Regions from separate parts of the Callithrix jacchus genome. Here region 2 is linked to region 1. Evidence: chromatin contacts called from public Hi-C data. All regions are on one chromosome and are shown on one strand. Each heading gives the region's core, a stretch centred on a gene start, on an enhancer-like site or on the middle of the called end of the contact. The rest is flanking DNA. Distances are from core to core; before and after follow the strand shown. Region 1 has its middle 27 kb from the start of SPRING1. Region 2 holds the start of HRK (harakiri, BCL2 interacting protein).

Region 1 (3,676 bases), core at 708-3,207:
ATGGCATTATTACTCGCCCGCCACTGCATCCTCACCACACTCTTGGACTCCACCAAATGCAGACACCCTCCTGTCTGCAGGAGGATCTGGAGGGGTAGAAACACTTCCCCTCCATGACAGATTGGCTCTCCCCAGGACCTCGCCAGCAGTTCTTTGAATGGAGTGACTTCGAAGGTGGGGGTTGGGGAAGAAATGTGGGCCTGTTATTACAGATTCTATCTAGAAAGTTAGTTCTTCTATGAAAAACGTATCATATAAGTGAATAGGAGCAATAGAAACACGACGGTGGGACTGTGAGAAGCTTTCCCCACCTCTGGCATGTGAGTCTATTGCTTTTTGGGCAAGGCTCTTCCAGCGTGTGACCTTTTGCATGTGGTCACCGCATGAGTGTAGTTTTGTGTGGAGGCATTCCTGCTTTGAGCATGTATCTGCGACACGCCTCATCCAGTCCGCTGTCACAGAGCAAAGTGGAGCAAGTGGTTGACGCTGGTCTGCACCTGAGCTGGGAGCCAAGTGGTGACGAGTATACAGACCAACTCTCCAGAACCTCCTCAGTGACCTGCCTAGGTACGACTCAATTAGTTCTTGATGCTGGAGTTGAACTGCTGGACTGTCTGTAAAATCGAAGTGCAGCCTTTCATATTGTAGTGAAGAAAACCACTTGCCAGTTACAACCCGTGAGCAAAGCAGTTAAATATTCAAATATTTTACCAAGACTCCAGATGTATATTTTCTCAGGACTGCACATTCTATGAGACCAGAGGGACCAAGACATCACTACTAGAAATGTATGGTTTATTAGCACTTCCAGAGTTTTTGATAGGGGAGTTAATTATTGGAATTTTGAAATTCATGTCTTTTTCTTAATGCAACGTGGGGTAGTTAAGCTTCTGATCACTGCGCACCCCGATTATCCCAAAATCAAAAGTGGTGTTGGCAGCTGGATGTGGTGGCTCACACCTGCAGTCCCAGTACTTTGGGAGGCCAAGATGGGAGGATTGCTTGAGCCCAGAGCACTGATCTTAATGACCTTGAGTAAATTAACCTCTCTGGCTTTGGTTTCCTCATTTGTCAGTTAAGGGTGATTGCTGGCTTATCCTGCAGATCCAAATTCCAATTTTTGTGACAAGTGAAGTCCCCCGCCTGCTAAAGCAAGACCAGAGCCCATGTCTCCCCACAGCTAGGTCCCAGGCTTTGATTTTCACAGGGCAAATGTAGCCCAGCCATCTGGTGCCTGTTTTTCCCCAGACCTGGGCTTCCTCCTCTCTTGCAGATTTCAACTGGGGCTCACCATTTTCTGCCTCTTCCTCCTCCAATTTTAAAGAGACACCATATCCTTCTCTGCTGGGACCAACTTCCCATATATTACTGCCCTGCACCTGCGAAAACAGCTGCTGTGTTTTCTGTCATAAAAATAGCTGCCTTTTGGCAGAGCAGCACAGAACTGTGCTACGTTTCTGAGCCTTAATGCGCTGCTGAATTATTTAGGTGTGCTTAACCTGAGATACACAGAGCATCTTGGATCTCCCAAGCAGGGCTTCTACAGGCATTGCTCAGTAAAAGCTTTTCCTTTCCCTGCTTTTGTGATTACCAGGCAGAAACCTTCAAATGTACGAACTTACAAAGAAATTAAATTGTGCCAAATTAGATTCCCAGCCCCTAGAGATAACCACTAATTAAAGTTCCGTTGGAGAGTTTTGCCTGTATTTTGTATATAAATGTGGATTTTGTATTTGTATGTAAATAAAGATAGGACCCTGCTGTCCATATTATTTTAAAATAATTAGCTCCTGTTGGATTGATTTAATCCAATGATGGCGAATTCATTTGCAGAGCAGGGAAGGGCACTTTCCACTTCTATCATCCTGCCTGGGAGATTGAAGCCCAGTTAGAGGTTAAAACCCTCTCGTAATTGCCCAGGAGTTTAGCTTTGCCCTGCTGCCTGGTTTTTCCGTGTCTGATTTTATGCAGTGGGGAAAGAAGTCTTTTTGTTCCGCACAAATAAATTACAGGCATTTGCCGAAGCCGGAGTTGACCTGTATTAGGGATGCTGAAGGAGCCTGTCACGGCAGGGCGTCTCTCGGCGTGACTCCAACTTTCCTGAGGGAGCGCAGAGAGACAGATCGGGAAAACAGCACTCCAGATCTCCTGAGCCCATCGTTTATTTTAGTGAATCGCTAAATGCAGAAATGCAAAACATAAAAAGGCTGGGGAAGGATCTGTGGACTGTCTTACTGGCTACCTGGTGTTGTAAGATTATTTGAGCTCAAGGCGGTACACATGTCCCTCAGCACCAACTCCGCCCTGTCAAGCTGCTGGTCTACATGGTGGTTTTCAAGGGTATGAAGGACTTCAGTTTGTAAAGACGTTCCTAAACCCTCCGTGGCGTCTGCAGCAGGATGTCTGGAGCCGGAATCTGCTGTGCTGTCTTCCCTAGGCATGTGCTGGACTCAGTTTTTCCTGGGAGGTTTGCATCTGGGCAGCACTTCAGGGCGTGCTCCTCAAGCTCCATCCATGGCATCCGTGCCTGCCTGGGCTGTGCCTGCAGCCTGCTAAATGCCAACCTGGAAGCCCGAGACAGATAGGCTTGGAGCAGCTTAGCAGCCGGCTGGGCTAATTTATTTGACACAAATCAGCTCATTGACCTGATTTAGCACAGGAGGAACGACGGAGCCGAGTCAGATGTGATCGTAAAGCCCTTTCTTCTCACTGCAGCCCTTTCAGACCTTGAAGGACTGCAGTGTAGTCAAATGACCCTTGTGGGTGTGATTTCCAGCAAAGGAGAAGAAGATGGAGAGACGGAAAGTGGAGCACAAGGCAGTGCCGGTGCACAGACGCTGACAATTGCTTTCTGTGCCACTTGGTGGCACCAATGCCATAGGTTTTCTGTCCTCAGTGTGATCCTTGTCTAAAGATGATGGGCCCTGTGCCTGCGTGGAGCTCTCTCTCCCGAAAACAATGAAGCTGTTTCTATAGATGGAGAACCATCTGGTGGTGATGACAAATCAGGACTCTTTCCCGGGTCCTGGCAATTTTGTGAACAGGACTCAGGAAAGTAGTCCTTGCAGAAGAGGGCAGTGGGCATGCTGCTGGTGCCGAGGAGACCCACGGCCTAAATAAATACCCATAGCTGCCCCTTTCTTCTTCCTGCACCCTCCACCACTGCAAAAACTGGGATAGGCCTCTTAACCATTCATACCCAGACAAAGAAAAACATTTATGAAGCACTTGCCACGTGCCACTCTGCATGTGCAACATCTCACCCCCATCTTCTGAGACGTGCATTTTCTCTCTCTCTCTCTCTCTCTCTCTCTCTCTCTCTCTCTCTCTCTCTCTCTCTCTCTGTGTGTGTGTGTGTGTGTGAGAGAGAGAGAGAGAGAAAGAGAGAGAGAGTCTTGCTGTGTTGCCCAGGCTGGAGTGCAATGGCACGATCTTGGCTCACTGCAGCCTCAACCTCCCAGGCTCAAGTGACCCTCTCATCTCAGCCTCCTGAGTAGCTGGGACTACAGGAACACACCGTTACACTCAGCTAATGTAATATTTTTAGTAGAGATGGGAGGGTCTCGCTATGTTGCTCAGGCTGGTCTTGAACTCCTGGGCTGAAGTGAGCTAATTTGAGCACAAGCTTACACCGTGACCTCAGGAGCCACCTGCAGATGCCAATCTGAGTAACTGG
Region 2 (3,255 bases), core at 530-3,029, 170 kb before region 1:
AGCGTGCAGATTAAAAAGAGGGGGGAGGGAATTGTTCGATTTAAATCCAAAGGGCTTTTTAAATAGACACTGTGTCTTCATTCTTGGAACGCTACACCCGGGCAATGGATCAGGTCCCCTCTGCAGAGACTAGGGGGGGATTAAGGAGGTGAGTCCCAGGAGAATGGGAAGCAGTTCTGGCCAGAAGCAAAGGGAACCAAGGTTCATCCAGGGCCCACTGCGTGCCAGGTGCTTGGCACACATTTCTCTCATTTAATCTCTGCCCCAGTCCTGGGTTGGAGGTATTATTATTCCCAGATTACAGGGGGCAGTATAAAACCGTGGTTAAGAGCTTAGAGCCTGCGGCATACTGCCCTAATTCACATGCAGGTTTCATTCTTAGCTACTCTGTGAGCTTAGGCAAGAGGCCTTATCTACCTATGCCTCAGCTTCCTCATCTTTGAAATATTATAGTAATTGCTCATAGAATTGTTGGGAGATTTACCTTTAGGCAGCAGAGGCAAGGGCGCCCAAAGCCTACAGATGCCAGACATGGAAATCTTGGCCATTAAGAAGCCTAGGAGAATTGGAGCCAGGTGAGGGAAAGGGCCACCAGGATCATATGGAGGTGTGGGCCCTGAGTCCTGACTTTGTTGTCATTTCACCGCGCTGCAGGCCAAAGCAGACATTTCTCCTCCTGATCAATTCAGACCAAAACTAAGTTCACAGGATTGGAGAATCATGGTTATACTCTGCGGTGGGAAGGAAAGAATGGAAGCTCCCTCAGCAGCTTCCAGACTCCCACCTTCGAGCCACCTCTGGACTCATCCCGATCGTCTGAATCCCAAAGTTGCCTGAATTCCAGTGGATTTAATATCGCAGGTTTCATTCTCCCCTGAAGAATCCTGAGAGCCGCCCCACCCATCTGAACCTTCACTGGCTGTGACAACTCCAGACTCTCCAGTCTGGAGGTGCACAGGAGCGGCTGTCGGGTTGGAAAAGGGGGAATTAAAGTCCCCCGCACCCCTCCTCTCGCTGACCCCTTAGGGTCTCTACTGCGCATAAATCGGGATCGTCGCAGAAAACTGTAACCCCATCAAGAAAATAACGTTCACAAAGAAAGCAGACAAGAAGTTTCCCTTTAGAAAGGCCCTTGTGAGGGCCCTTTGGGTGCAGGTACTGGGCGGTGAGAAAGCCTCTGTCCGCGCCCCACGTGAGCTCAGGACCGACCCCTCCAACCTCCCACTGCGCCTACGTCAGGGTTTCTAGCCGGGCGCTGGGGGCGCGTTAGGATCAGGCTGAAAGCCTACAGGTGCCCAGTCAGACCTGAAACGAGGCAAGTTAGGTGTAATCTGGCCCTTCCACAAGATTTTGAATCCACCCACTTCCCCCAAACAAAACAGCCTCGGAATATTTTTGAATCAGGCAGCCGAATTCAGTATCAGCTTCTTCCAAAACGGCAAACAAGGCTGCTTCCTTCGCCAAATCGGAACTCGAGCTGAATTCAGGAAAAGGGGAAGGAGAACAACCTTCCCTCGCTTCCGCGGGGGTCCCCCAAGACCCTCAAAGCCCGGGACCTCCGTCGCGGGGCGCCTTCTCGCGTAGCCGCGCGCCGCCCTACCCCGTCTCCCAAACCGCGCGCCCCTCGCTGCCGGCGCCGCTAGGGTTAAAAGTTACCTCTCGGTTTCTTCTGCCTGCAGCCCCCCCCACCCCCGGGGGCCGGATGATGTAACCCCCCTCCCCGCCCCCCTCCACCATGTGACACTTTAATTAATAATAGCGCTGTCAGCACAACAAACGCACAACACAAGGAGAAACTTGGTGTCCAGGGGAGGCCCCCGGCGGCTGGAGCGCGGCGGCGGCGGGCGCAGAGGCCGGAGGGAGAGGAGGCGAGGGGCGGCCCGAGCGCGGGGCGGGAGCGAGGCCAGCGGTCATGTGCCCGTGCCCCCTGCACCGCGGCCGCGGCCCCCCGGCCGTTTGCGCCTGCAGCGCGGGTCGCCTGGGGCTGCGCTCGTCCGCCGCGCAGCTCACCGCCGCCCGGCTCAAGGCGCTCGGCGACGAGCTGCACCAGCGCACCATGTGGCGGCGCCGCGCGCGGAGCCGGAGGGCGCCGGCGCCCGGCGCGCTCCCCACCTACTGGCCCTGGCTGTGCGCGGCCGCGCAGGTGGCGGCGCTGGCGGCCTGGCTGCTCGGCAGGCGGAACTTGTAGGAACGCGGGGCTTCTTGGTGGGGCCGGAGCCGAGACCCAGCCGGAGCGAGCAACAGGTACGCGAGCGAGCGAGCGAGCGAGCGAGAGCCAGGGCGCGGCAGCTGGGCACTGGAGGCGCTGGGCTGGCCCGGGAGCGGGAGAGTGGCAAGTTTGGCTTTCTTCTCTTCCCTTTCCCTTCTTCCTCTGTTCTCTTCTCTTGCAAGCACCCCCGGCCAGCTCTTCTGCCCAGCCCCCGTCTTTCCTTCCAAGTGTCAGGTCCACCGTTTCTGCCCCCATCTCTCCGAGTCCTTAAGCGCATCTTGCTACTTTCTCCCTTAGAGCTGGTTGGCTTGCGGAGGACTTCAGCCTCCATAATCCCCACCAGCCCCACAAATAAACACACAATGCAAGTAAAAAGTGTGCTTGCGATGAGAATGTAGCTGAAAGCTACGCCAAATACTTATAATCTGTCGCAGTTTTAAGAAAGGTCCCCTGTCCCCTTCAAGCCTCTTGCCGTTCCTGAGTCGCCACCGTCTCCCTCACCTTTGCTCCCACCTCTTCTCCCTAAGTGTCACTTCCCCAATCTCTGATCCCCATTCTCTGCCACCCCAATCGCATCTCGAGACTTCGTCCTCCTTGTTTCCGGCTGGCCCAATCTTCGACCCCAAGCCCCGCGCATTTGCAAATTTCCTCTGCCCTGCCAACTTCGCTCCTTCGCCAGTGAGTTGTCCTGTTTAAGGAATTTGGCCTCCTTCTCCTCAGACGGTTGTAGCTGCGTTGGGAAGGAGACGCCCTCGCAGTGGGTTGGAATAGGAGGCTTTTGGGGAAACTCCAATGGGAAGCCTTAAGGAAGGAACATTTACTGAGCTCCTTCTGGGTGCTGGGCACTGTTTAGGGAAGTGATGTTTTGAGAGCTTAGGACTGGACGTGGGCCTTGAGCGCCTAGTGTGGTTGGTATCAGTGGGAGGAAGGTTATAGGCTCTTGGGGGGAAATTATTGTGCCATAGCTGTGCGTCTGGCACTGTGCTAGGCGCTTTGAGGAAGCACACAGTGTAAGCATCGCCTTACTACTCTGGATCCTGGAGTAG

Evidence for each region. A called contact is a pair of places that touch in the nucleus more often than the background predicts.
Region 2: a Hi-C map of induced pluripotent stem cells shows a contact between it and region 1, with 2.2 times the contacts expected there. The contact joins the promoter of HRK here to the enhancer-like site in region 1. A contact is called at or near these places in 2 of 3 Hi-C or Micro-C datasets (induced pluripotent stem cells and skeletal muscle).

What each region holds. Positions count from the first base shown.
Region 1 is chr9:119,751,097-119,754,772 of calJac240_pri, reverse strand. No RefSeq gene overlaps it. Among named protein-coding and RNA genes, the nearest start is that of SPRING1, 27 kb to the left of the region's middle. Within about 2 kb of position 1,957, at least 4 of the 16 cell types and tissues checked have an H3K27ac peak or open chromatin away from gene starts, as enhancers often do.
Region 2 is chr9:119,916,543-119,919,797 of calJac240_pri, reverse strand. It overlaps HRK (harakiri, BCL2 interacting protein), which reads left to right and starts at 1,779. Exons shown (of 2, transcript XM_009004742.5): 1 at 1,779-2,244. The coding sequence starts at 1,913. The coding sequence ends at 2,188.